Linked DNA regions of Sus scrofa: regions 1 and 3 are each linked to region 2. A link is a contact called in public HiChIP or PLAC-seq data. All regions are on one chromosome and are shown on one strand. Each heading gives the region's core, a stretch centred on a gene start, on an enhancer-like site or on the middle of the called end of the contact. The rest is flanking DNA. Distances are from core to core; before and after follow the strand shown.

Region 1 (4,273 bases), core at 77-2,576, 790 kb before region 2:
TTACATAAAATCAAATTCTTTATCTCCCTCCCTCTAAATCTGCTCTTAAAAATTGGTGTTTATATCAGGCGTGTACTTCAGTGCAAAATTAAGTGACTTTCTTACCTGATTGTGGATACACATGATAAGCCTGATCCACGTGTCTATTCCCAAACCTATTTGCTGCAGAACAAACGTTTTTGTCCCTCTAAAGTTCAGATGTTAAAGATCTACTTTGATGATATCTGGAGGGGGGACCAGACTTCCCTTGTGGCTCACAGCCTAACTACTGGGTGTTGCTTCTACGGTGGCTGTGGCTCGACCTGGGAGGTAGGACCTTTCAGGTCATGAGTGTAGAGCGTCCATGATGGGATTACTATCCTTATAAGGGGAAGAAGATAACCAATCCTTTCTATTTCCCCCACATTAGGATACAAAGAGAAGACAACCAACCGTCTGCAAACCAGGAAGAGGGCCTTCACGTAGAAGCCAACCATGCTGGCACCCTGATCCCAGATTTTCAGCCTCAAAAATTCTGAGAAATCAATCTCTGGTGTTTAAGCCACCTAGTCTATGTGCCGTCTGTTACAGCAGCCTGAACTAAGTCACTTAAATGCCAGGTATAACTCATTATAAGAGGTAAAGAAATGATGATGAACTATGAGTACAAGAAGTTGCTCCCTTCCAGGAAAACTAAGTAACATACTCTGGAAAAACCTGACAAAAAGGAAGGTCACTAAAAAAAATGTTTTGCCACTGATATAGCTTTAAGAAAAGTTTAAAATACTGGAGGGAAGAAAAAAACAGACCATGAGCTCAAATAGCTTCAGCATCTTTTAGTTCCTGTTCCACTTTAGAGACACCCAAACTGGAACTCAAAGTAAGCATGACATGGAATTCTAATCAGTAGACCCATATACCAAAAACAAAAACAAACAAAAATCTTGGCCCTACATCAAAAGACTTGCAAATATATACCAAAATTACAACTGACCCTTGAACATTGCAAGGGTTAAGGGTACCAGCCCTCTATACTGTTGAAAAATCCCTATACAACTAACTGTATGGTCAGCCCTCTATATCCAGGGTTCTGTACCCATGGATTCAGTCAACTTTGAATTGTTTAGCGCTCTGGTATTTACTGGAAAAAATAAACATATAAGTGGACCTGGGCAGTTCAAATCCATGTTGTTCAAGGGTTAAGTGTATTTAAGTTAAAACGAAACATTTCTATCTCCCTGTTTCTTTCTCTCTTCCTATGTATAAATAATTTTCATGACCTCAATAGAAGAGCTCTGCCTATGAGTATACCAAAAAGTTGCAGAGATTATGAGAAAACCACTCATAGAGTAAAATGGGAGAACAAAGAAAAGGGTAACCAATGACATAGGAAACAAGGTCAGTAAAGATATAGAGAAGGGGACATGAGCTGAATGGACCGACATTATGGGGGAAAGGCACTGGAGACAGAGAAAAATGTGAACAAAGATAGCAGAAACCCAATACCACCGGTTAAGGAAAAATAGAGCAAGGGGCTCAAAAGATAGACCAAAGAAACAGGTAGGGTCTGGAGTCCCCTTGTAGCACAGCAGGTTCAGGATCCAGTGTTGTCACCACACTGGCCAGGGTCATTGCCGTGATGCGGGTTTAATCTCTGGCCTCAGAATTTCCACATGCCACCAGTGCAGTGAAAGGAAGGGAAGAAGGGAGGAGGGAGGAAGGAAGGAAGAGAAAGGTAGGTGCTGGATCTTCCAGACCTGATAAGCCAGAATATAGGTAGACTTTGAGATAAACAAGGAGCAAACAAAGGATTTTAAGCAGCAGGATATAATAATTGGATGTGTATGCTCCAAAGATCATTGTAGAACCAGCAGTAAGGTGATTTAGGGATATGGAGAACATTAGATTGGGGGTTTGGGGAGTAGAAATCACTCCAAGAGTGCAAGCCAGAAATGAGAGCCTAAAAAGAAATGAAAATGAAAAACATTATGAAAGTAAAATCAAGATTTGGCCAGGAAATTCTTAGCCATGGCGTTCTAAGGAGAGAAAGGGTTTCAAGAAAATGCTTCCGTGTGTTGCTTTCAGGTAGCTCTGGAGATTATAGACGGATTATTCTCCCAGTTTAAATGAAGAAAAGGAAAATTCACAGACGAATAAATTAACTCAGGTCATTGTGATCCCGAGCTTCAGGTAAGACAGAAAACAGAAATGTCCAATGATTGATTGGATATCCAAAACCAGATCTCCATCTCCCGTCTGGGCTGGAGCCTAGTACTTTACAAGATATTTGAAGCGTAAGAGTAGATGGTATTACTGAGGATGCCCAGTGGAGGTGAGAATGGGACCAGGGGCAGAAACCCTAATGACACCCGCCCCCATGCCAGAGTACGGCAGGAAAAGGACAAGAGAGCAGGACAAGAGAGCGAGACGGCTGGTATGCAGGGCAAGCGCACCTAGGACAGGGGGCCAGACTGGCTGCGCTGAGAGGCTTTCACGTGGAGGCGTCACAACAACCGGGTCACAGAGCTTTGGGAAGGTTGATAACATTCCACCTAATTGAGCAATTTCGAAATTACCAGAACCCTCTGCGGGCCAAGGATTGGTTTCCTCAGAGCAGGGGGTGCAGAGAGGGAACAGAAATCCCAGTCAGGGAGTGCGCGGACCCCACACAGCCTCTTGACGCCCGGTCAGGCTATTCCGCCCCTATAGCAAACCACATCTCACGCCCCGCAACTGGCCCTCAACTTCCAGAACCTCAGACCCAGGAGTACCACCCCACTGAGCTTAGGACGCGCCCCTACCCCACGCCAGCAAACCTCCAAGCCCTCGGACACCCGGTCAAACCACCGCTCCTCTACGCCCTCCCTGAGCTCACATGAAAAAGCCAAGCACTTCTTCCGTGCTCCCAAAGTTTCCTCTGTACCTTATAAGGTTTTGTATTATTGGTACTGCGTCTGGCCCCAAACAAAAAGCAAGCCAGACCAAAAAGTCGAGGGAAGCTGAGGGTCGAGGGAGGAGACGCCTCCACAGGACAGTGGTAACAGAGAACTACGACTCCCATGAGGCAATGGGGCCCCCGCACCCAACTCCCAGCTTCCTCTGCGAGGCGCAAGACAGTCTAGATGGACAGTGGGAGCTCTGAGTCGGGTCAGAACGTGCCCCCGAGCTGTGAAGTGGCCTTTCGGGATGGCAGAGTCCGGGAAGGTACCTGAAGCCCTGATGGAGCGGCCGGACGTGGCCCGCGGCCTGGAGAATTTGCCTGTGAGCGTTTGGCCGTCAGGGGCGGGGCCAGAGCCCTTCCAGGTACGGGGTAGGGTCTGGGGCTGGGCCTGAGCAGCAGGAAGGCTGAGCCCGGCGCCCCCTGACCCCCAAGAGCCGGCTGGCACTTTTTTGTAGAGGGCGGGGATGGGAGCTCGCGAGAGCTGCGTGCGCAGCCCTGGGGGGCGGGGTTAGCGCCGGTTCAGATAGAGTGAGAAAGGTTGGGCAGCGCGTTAGGTGACTAGGTGCGCAGTTACTGCCTGTGGTCCTATTTCAGTGGATGAATATCATGTTTATCGCTGTTTCTCCAATTTCTTGACCTTTTTTCTTCCCCGATCGCAGAGCTGCCTGCGCGCAGGAATAGCTCTTAAATTCACAGGTTTCGGCCTTTTTCTCTTAACCCTGGCAATGAGCTTAAGAGAGTCTTGGAGGCCCATAGTCTAGTAATTCTCTGAAGGCAAAACCTGAGGTTTCCTGAGGTTACTTGCAAAGAGCCATGAGAGCCTGTATTTTTGTCTTGGTTCTGTCCCCAGAACTCGCTGAAACATCCAGGGCAAATTTACTTGCCTCTCTGGTCGCAGGTGTATTGTCTGTAAGATGAGGCATAGGGCCTATCAACAGATCGTAGCCTAGTGTCATGTTTAAAAACGTAGCCCTTAGAGGCAGACTTAGTTGAGGTTCCCTTATGCTGTGAGCTGTTTGGCAAATATAAACTAGGCTGAGCTAAGCCTTAGATTCCTCCCGTGGGCTGTTAAAATAATAATACCTCTCTCCAGATTGCTTTAAGAATTACAAGTAAAATACAGGTCCTGGTTTGCTGAAAGAACTCAATCAATGTTCACTACTTTTATTACCTCAAAGCACTCTCTGCTCCAGCACTCTCACCCCTTTGAGCTTGGCCTTTATGTAGCTTAAGGAACAAGGAATGACCAAAAAAAAAAAAAAAAAAAACCAAAAAAACAAAACAAAACAAAAAACAAGGATGTTGGAGTGGAAAGAACCCTAGACTTGGAGGTAAGAGAGCTAGGTTCAAAGC
Region 2 (3,875 bases), core at 690-3,189:
AAAGTGTGAAAGACCAGCCTGATCTGCCTTTTTTTCTTCCTAGAGCCAACTCACTTGGAGAACTTGAGTTCCCCCAACCTGACTTCTTCCCTTATGGCTTGTGGACTACACCTTACAAGGTTTTTTGTGAAGCTTAAATAAGAACACATGTGGAAAGTATTTTGAAACTTGCCAGACGTATATGGCTGGCAGCTATTGTCAGTTTTTCCATGAAAAGCGTCTTTTAGAAGTTAGAGGGTTTTCTCTGGCTATGAAAAAGATTTGTTATTAGAGTTTGTCTCCAGTATGAAGACAGGAGCTATTATCAATGTGGTTTGTAGTTGACTGCTGGTAAGTAAAAATTTGCAATAACTTATGAAGGAAATATATAACATGACCCTTAATATTCATATTCAGTTTGCAAGTTTCAAGAAGGCAGACCTGAACGTTCAGGATCAAGCCCTGATGTTGAACTTTCATCAGGGTCCCTAGGTGAAAAGTAGGAAAAGAATACCTGTAGGCAAAAGACCCTGGCTCAAACTCTTTTTACATTCCTTCGATGCTTGGGCAGGCCTGTCGGTATTTTGGACAGGAATAAGGGTCAATCAACAAAAAGGGTCTTACTATGTGCCAGCCACCTGTGTTACAATCATGTTTCTTCAGGCTCCTTCTCAGGGAGTCTCCATTATACCTCCTCTGTATTGCTAAAAGTCTTCTGACCCTGAGAATGTGCCACATGACTACTCTGTCATCTTCTTAGTCACTCCCTTGGTTATTCTGCCAGTCTGGCTTGAGCCACTCATCAGGTCTTGCTTCCTGAGCTTTTCAGGAACCTCAGTATAATAGGCACATGGTCTAAACTTAAGGAGGGCAAATCTTAGCAGACATTTCCAAATGCGGCAAACAAAAGAAAACAAAACCCCCAAACCGTTGAGCCATTACATGAAAGCAATAGCCCTTCAGAGCTGACATTTTCAACCTTGCTTATTATGGTAAGTAGATACTAAGAGGTAAAGTGATTTGACCAGGAACCTATCCCACACGTCAAAGGTTAGGTCACTGCTACAGTGCACAGGAGAGATGGTGATATGATTGAATAGATCTGGTAAAAATAATCGGTGGTGGCGGCAAGCAGCCTTGACTCCTCCCCCCTGCATTTTTCTTCTGTATCTTTTTTTAAAAATAGTCGTATTTCTGAGACAAAGGCAACTCAACCTAACTCAGTATTTCCTGGAATTGTCGGATACTAAGAATTGCCGAAGCGTATTTGTTAGACACATTGCCCGGGCCCTCTATCTATAGGTCTAGGACAGGACCTGGGAATGTGTATTTTACAGTCACCGTGAGCGCTTCTTACAAGTTAGGGCGTTTTAATAAAAAGGGTTCAAATTTTAAGTTAAAAGAAAACAAATTAGGGTGTTTTAATAAAAGTAATTCAAGATAACGTTTTACGGCAACATCCACCCCCCACCATGTAAAAAAAACTTGCCCTTGGTATGCCAAAGTAGCTGCCTTATATAGAAATGTCCTTTTTTCGTTCCTTGTTCCTTATGTCTTAATTGTTACCGTCCCTAACATACAGCTCCGGTCCCAGCGCGGAGCCGGTTCTACTGGAGCGGGGCGGGTCCTGGGCCACGTCCCTGTCCAGCCTTCAGCTGCAGGTTCCGTGCCGCGCTCCCATTGGCTGGAAGTTCCCTCCTCCGGAGCCCGAGCTGCTCCTACTCGCCACGCCAGCCCAGCCGACTCCGGACCGCCCTGGGGGCGGGGCCGAAAGGACGGGGCGGGGCCTCGTGGCGTTGGGGGCAACCAGGTGGCCTATGGCGCCTGAGGGAGTCCCACGCCTCGCACAGCGAGGCCGGGCCGGGGCCGGGCCAATCCGGGCGACTGGGCGGGCGAATGCGGGGCCTGGCCGGCTGGGCCCGGAATGCTGGGGGTGGGGGACAATGGGCCAGTTCCTGGTGCGTCACGGGGAAGTTCCTTAAAGGGGAAGTGAGCGGGGCTACGAGGCGGACGTGGGGTGCGGTGGTCGGCGGGGAAGGTCCCCAGCGTTTTAAAATAATGCCCGCGGCGCCCGCGCGACCATGCAATGGCGAGCGCTCGTCCTGGGGCTGGTGCTCCTCCGGCTTGGCCTCCATGGAGTGCTGTGGCTTGTCTTCGGGCTGGGGCCCAGCATGGGCTTCTACCAGCGCTTCCCGCTCAGCTTCGGCTTCCACCGCCTGAGGGGCTCCGACGGCCCCGCGTCTCTTGCCTCGGGGCCCGCGGGCAGGCCGGGGACGCCTGGGGGGCCGTCGTGGCTGCAGCCGCCGGTTCCCGCGGCGGCGGCGGCGGCAGCGTCTGCGGGGCGGCGGCGGGCTCCGCGGCGGCCAGGGCCGGGTGTGTGTGGCCCGGCCCACTGGGGCTACGTGCTGGGCGGCCGGGACCGCGGCCGGGACGAGTACGAGAAGCGCTACAGTGGTGCCTTCCCGCCTCAGCTGCGCGCACAGATGCGCGACCTGGCGCGAGGCATGTTCGTCTTCGGCTACGACAATTACATGGCGCACGCCTTTCCCCAGGACGAGCTCAACCCCATCCACTGCCGCGGCCGAGGGCCGGACCGCGGGGACCCGTGAGTACCCCGCGCCGGCCGGACGCCCGGGACCGCTCACCGCACGCACTTCCTTCCGACCCCGGGGGTGGGTGCTGCCGTCCGTCCTCTGGGTCCCCCTAAGGGTGCCGGGGTGTTTAGGGTGATGGGGGCTTGGGGGTAAGTGGAAGGGCCGATGTCTGCCCTCTGTCCTGATTCTTCCGGAATCCGAGTTACTGGACTGCTGTCTGCGCAATCTCTTTTACAGATGGGAAAACTGAGGCTCAGAGAACAGAGGGCACAGTAGCAGTACCAAGGGGTGACTTGGGGGGACCTTAAACTCCCATCTTCACCCTTTCTCCAGGTGAACATAAAATCAAGATGAAATCCCTTGTAAATGTAGCTTCAGAACTAGCCCTTACCTTCCCCCACCTAGCCTACTCCCCACTTTTCTGTATAGAAATATATAAATTCAGAAGTTGATCCCGGGAAGGGACTTCTAAAGCCAGGCAGTGAATCTGAGGCAGAGCAGGGCTACAATCTTTCTCCTTCATCACAGAGGCTGCTTTTTAGGCTGAGGATGGTTAGGTGGAAGGGAGGGAGGCTGTGAGGCCTACATTTGGGTTCCTGATGCTCAGGATGGGATTCCTTTGCCTTACTGTAGGGTCTGTCCTGCAGGTTCTCCCCGGTCTGGTGGCAGGGCTGTCAGGAAAGGTGGACCAGTCCTGTCCTTGGATCAGGCTTGTTTGCAGAGTGAGCTTCAAGGGTCATTGCTGTTGACTTCAGAGTCCAAGAGGACAGCACACCCAGCTGAGGACCTCCTGGCTGGAGGGAACCGGTGTGCTCTGACTGACCCTGATGGCTGGATAGGTGACTGTCTTCCCCTGGGTTCCTCCTCTCAGGCGGGAGTGGAGGAGTCCGTTGCTTGGCCCCTTTTGACAGTGAGCCCTGTGTTTTCCTTCACCTGGTGAAAAGCAGCAAAGGCCACTTCTCAGGTTCTAAAAAGGAAGCCCATAGAGTAAAGGAGGCAGAAGAGCTTTAAAAATGGTTTTATTATCTACAAACTCATGTCATAAATTTCAATTTGAGAGCATGAGGGCACAGGGCAGGTTAACTTAAAAGGACTGGGTCTTTCTAAAATTGTAGGAAACTGTTGAGGTACTTTTCGTGTTTCACTTTACGTGTAAAGGTTGATATAGTTTAAATGTATAACTGGCCATATGTATAAATATATTTTCAATCAATTTTTTTGAGAAAAATTTTTATTAAATTTTGGAAAAAATTACTGGGCCTTTTCATATTGTATGAAATTGAGTTGTTTTCCCTAATTAGC
Region 3 (4,003 bases), core at 1,283-3,782, 640 kb before region 2:
ACCTGGCCTTGTCGCTGCAGCATCTTGGGTCGCTGCTGTGGCACAGGTTCTAACCTTGAGCCAGGAACTTCCACATGCCGTGGGCACAGACAGGAAAAGGAAAAAAAAAAGCTGTTAAAATAATAAAATAAAATAAAATAAAATACAGATCCTGCCTTCAGTGAAATTTGTGATCTAGGCAGGAAGACAGTGAAGGAAGCAGCTAAAGGTCAAGTGTCCACTACATGGTTATTATGAAAATCACCCAACTCCTGCTTTCAGACACCATCAAGTTTTATTCAGCAAACCCATGTTAAAAATCCCACTGTGTTTCTGAGTTAGAAGCACAGGAAAAAATCATCCTTTAGTATTTACTACTCACATTTGCATAGACTGATTTGTTGAATTTGTTTGAATTAGTAGAGCCAAAAACCCTTTAGAAATGGAACAGATTGTTTTCCTGGGGGAGAAGAAGAGAGGGGACAGATGGGAGAGGTGTGGACCCCTTTGTTGTGACAAGGTGGGGGAGATTCTTGCTGATGGGAGTGGTAGCCTGAGGCATTAGGAATAAGGCTTTAGTGCCTAGGGACCAGAGGACAGTGGTGAAAGAGAGGAGGGGAGAAGAGTGAATGTGATAACCATTCCCAGATGCATATACATGCTTATATGAGCAGAAAAATACAATGCTCTTGTTTACTTTGGGGAAGCTGTGGAGGGTAGTAGTTAAGGTCCCAGTTTTGGGAGTCAGACGCCTACCCTCTGTGTGACTTGAGGAAAATTACTTAACCCCTCTGTGCCTCAGTGTCCTAAGTAAAAAATGTGGTTTGTTAATAGGATTTGACGAGATAATATATGTAAAAAGTTTGGAATAATGCCTGGCCCATGGGATGTGTCCAGCAAATTTCAGTAATTATTATTAGATTTGGCATTATAATGTCAGAAATAATTATTTGCCATGGTGCTCCCCTAATTTGTTCCTGAAGTTCCACAACACTGTTGACTCTGTATCAAGTAATCCTGAGAGGAAGTTGGCAAATTGTGATGATTTTCTTCCTCTAAGATGGCAAAACTAGGGCAAAGAGATAAAGATGACTTGCCCAAGGGCTCAGAGGCTACTCCTAAAATGCGGAGGGAGGCTGTTTAAGGCAGTGGTGATGGATTTCCCCAAAGACAAGGACTTGGTACATTTATAGACTGGAATTGAAATCCAGGCTGCACTACTTAAATTATGGTGTCATCTTGGGAAGTTACCTGATTTCTTTGAGCCCTCGTTTGTCAAATAGGGATAATACATATGCCTACGGTTGTTAAAACTTAACAGCTTTAAGCATGAAAAGTGCATGTGGTCTGGACTCAATAAAATCTGCCTAATTATTATTACCATTGTTGTTGCAGCAGATCTATGCGGTGGCAAGCTGTGTCTGTTCGGAATTCTATGATGTGGTTTTGGCTCACTACCATGCCCCAGTGCCTGGCACCCAGTAGATTCTCAGGAAACGTTTCTGCAATGAACGCACATCGTCTGAGGCAGGGAGGGCATCTGGCAGACTTGGCCTCCGAACTTAGCTTCTGCCCTTCTTCCAAAAACCAGAGTCTGAAGCAGATTGTAACCCGGGACGTCCAGGCTCTCCTGAGCAGTGAGCTGAAACCCATCTTGCCCCCGAAGCCCCTGTGGGAGCTGCTGGAGGGCACCCCGCCTGAACGCGCATCTTTGTGTAAGCTACTCATTCCAAAGCCCTTGTTTTTCTGGTTTGCGGTTTATTTACTTAAGCATTTACAGCTCCCAGGAGCAGAGGGGCTGCTAGAAGCAGGGTCAGGACCGAGGTCGCGGTTTGTATTTATTTTCTGCTTCCCAATCCCAGCCCTGGCAAGTCAAAACTCGGTTCCTTTATTTGTACACCGAGAGGCTTAAGTTTCTATACCTCCTGCGGGGCGAGGAAAGACACATGCAGTTCGGGTTCAGGAAAGTGCTCTCTAGCCACTTGCCAGCGTCCCTGCTAGTGTTGCTCCCAGACTTAATTTTCTGTGCAAACCCGAACCGGGCGGAGCAGATTAAATAAAGACAACCTCGCGCCTTTAATCCTTGACCGCAAACACTGGCTTTTTCGTGCCCTGGATTTCTGAAATTCTTGGCTCTGGTACTCAAAGCGGGGGGAGGGTGGGTAACAGCTTGTAAAAACTTCCCAAAGCAGAAATCCGAGCTCCTCTCGCCCCTTGCTACCAGGGACACCTGGATTCTAGGGAAAGGGGACAGCCAAAGGAGGAGCGTCCCCAAGGGTTGGGGGCGCCCTCCAGGGGTAGTTTTGGGTCGCCGTCTCCAAGTCCAGCCAGCTCCCAGCACTGAACCGGGTTTGAAGCCTCGGCGCGGGGCAGGACGCCCCTCCCTGTCCCCGCGCGCGTCTATTTAGAGCTCAGCCCGGTAGCCCATGGGATTCTGGGACTTGTAGTTCGTCACCGCGGCCCCAGGCGCCGCCACGACCCTGGGCTCGGACTACATTGCCCAGGGAGCTTCCCGGCCTATATAAGCTGCCAGGAGCCGCTTCAAAGTGCAGTAACCATGTGGATGTGCTGCTGAAGCGTTTCCTCAAGCTTGCTGGGGTGGGAGGAGAGGAGGAGGAGGTGGTGGTGGTGGAGGAGGAGGCAGAGGGTGGAGAGAGAGAAAGCGCACGCCGAGAGGAGGTGTGGGTGTTCCGCTTCCATCCTAACGGAACGAGCTCCCTCTTCGCGGACATGGGATTACCCAGCAGCCGCTAACCCCTCTCCTCGCCCTGCTCCCCCAAACCGGCGTGGCTCCCCGGGCACCAAGGTAGAGGTTGGGGCCGGGCGGAGGGCGCGGGGAGTTGGTACTGTCCCCCCGGGCGCAGAAGTTTTTGCCTCGCTTTTTGGTAGTTCTTGGTGGATTTGCATGCACTTGCGTGCATTTGGGGGTTCTTTTACTGAGGACGTTTTGGGGGGGGGTTCATTTGAGGTTAAAAAAAAAATTCTCAACTCCATCGCCTGGCTTTGAGGACTACCCATTCTGGATTGGAATGGCATTCCCCCAAGTTGGAAACTGTTGCAGCAGCTGCAGGAAATAGTTTTTTTTTTTTTGGGGGGGGGGGCGTGGGGATGTCCTCTGTGAGTCCGCTCAAGGAAATAATCTTTCTTAAAATGTAGCCCTCCCTCGTGCTGCATGGTTGGGAGAATAATGCATTTGGGGGTCCCGGTGAAGAGGGTTTTAAAAAACGGAAGAAAACCCGAGGAGCGGTGAAGGACCAAGTGTGGACGAAGCTCACGCCCGATGAGGATGCGGGCTTCAGATACTTGGCCTTCGCTCCGGGAAACAAGTGCTTTGGGATCTGCCAAACACTTCCCTTAGTCTCAGATCTTCCCGGCACACTGGAAGTTTGTGCGTTCCTAGTCTCACTTATCAGTTACATATTAGAAACAAATAGGCGAAGTTACCTGTAACCTTCACCTCTTGATCCCACCAACACACCCGTCAAATTTGGCGGTGGCGGTGGCCCTGTGTGTGTGTATGTAGGTGGGAGGGGGTTTGTCCCTCCAGGAAAGAGCCTAAAGAAAGTGGAAGTGTGGAATTTGAGAATTTCTATTAGGGACTCATCATCAGCCAATCTTATATTCAGTCTTCTTTCTTAATATGCAGGAGCTGACTACAGAGGAACAGGACTCGCACCCCTGGCTGGGCGTGTTTTGGCAACAGAGTGCCTGACCTGGGTCAGGTAAGTGTGGAAGCCTTAGAGCTGTAGTCCATAATAAGTTTTTGTCCTAGCCTATTTTAAGTTCTCTCTAAAGAGCCATGGAGAAGGGGAGCAGGAAAGAAAGGGAAATTCCATGGCTCAGTCTCCAAAATTTGTCACCACCTTGGATGAGGGCTTTAGGGAGCTGATGATAACCAGGGGATGGTCCTGCCTAGGGCTTTTGGTCCTGGCTCAGAAGTGAAGCAGCCAGGTTTCTGACAGGAGGGAAGAAAAACCCTCACAACAACATTAAATGGAGCAGTACAAGGGATGCCCATTGGTGA

The links. HiChIP or PLAC-seq counts read pairs in DNA pulled down with a chosen protein or histone mark.
Region 1: a contact with region 2 is called in an H3K27ac HiChIP or PLAC-seq map of alveolar macrophages. The contact joins the promoter of LOC100514009 here to the promoter of EDEM1 in region 2. A contact is called at or near these places in 1 of 5 promoter capture datasets (liver), 1 of 47 Hi-C or Micro-C datasets (heart right ventricle) and 1 of 2 datasets of contacts at active chromatin or transcription factors (alveolar macrophages).
Region 3: a contact with region 2 is called in an H3K27ac HiChIP or PLAC-seq map of alveolar macrophages. The contact joins the promoter of ITPR1 here to the promoter of EDEM1 in region 2. A contact is called at or near these places in 1 of 47 Hi-C or Micro-C datasets (alveolar macrophages) and 2 of 2 datasets of contacts at active chromatin or transcription factors (alveolar macrophages and skeletal muscle).

The regions. Positions count from the first base shown.
Region 1 is chr13:60,913,086-60,917,358 of Sscrofa11.1, forward strand. It overlaps LOC100514009 (histone-lysine N-methyltransferase SETMAR), which reads left to right and starts at 1,327. Exons shown (of 3, transcript XM_013981913.2): 1 at 1,327-3,282. The coding sequence starts at 3,166. It overlaps LOC110255178 (a long non-coding RNA gene), which reads right to left and starts at 3,321. Exons shown (of 4, transcript XR_002338059.1): 1 at 3,188-3,321.
Region 2 is chr13:61,701,662-61,705,536 of Sscrofa11.1, forward strand. EDEM1 (ER degradation-enhancing alpha-mannosidase-like protein 1) reads left to right here and starts at 1,940. Exons shown (of 11, transcript XM_021069286.1): 1 at 1,940-2,584. The coding sequence starts at 2,066.
Region 3 is chr13:61,065,599-61,069,601 of Sscrofa11.1, forward strand. It overlaps ITPR1 (inositol 1,4,5-trisphosphate receptor type 1), which reads left to right and starts at 2,533. Exons shown (of 59, transcript XM_021069282.1): 1 at 2,533-2,785; 2 at 3,626-3,701.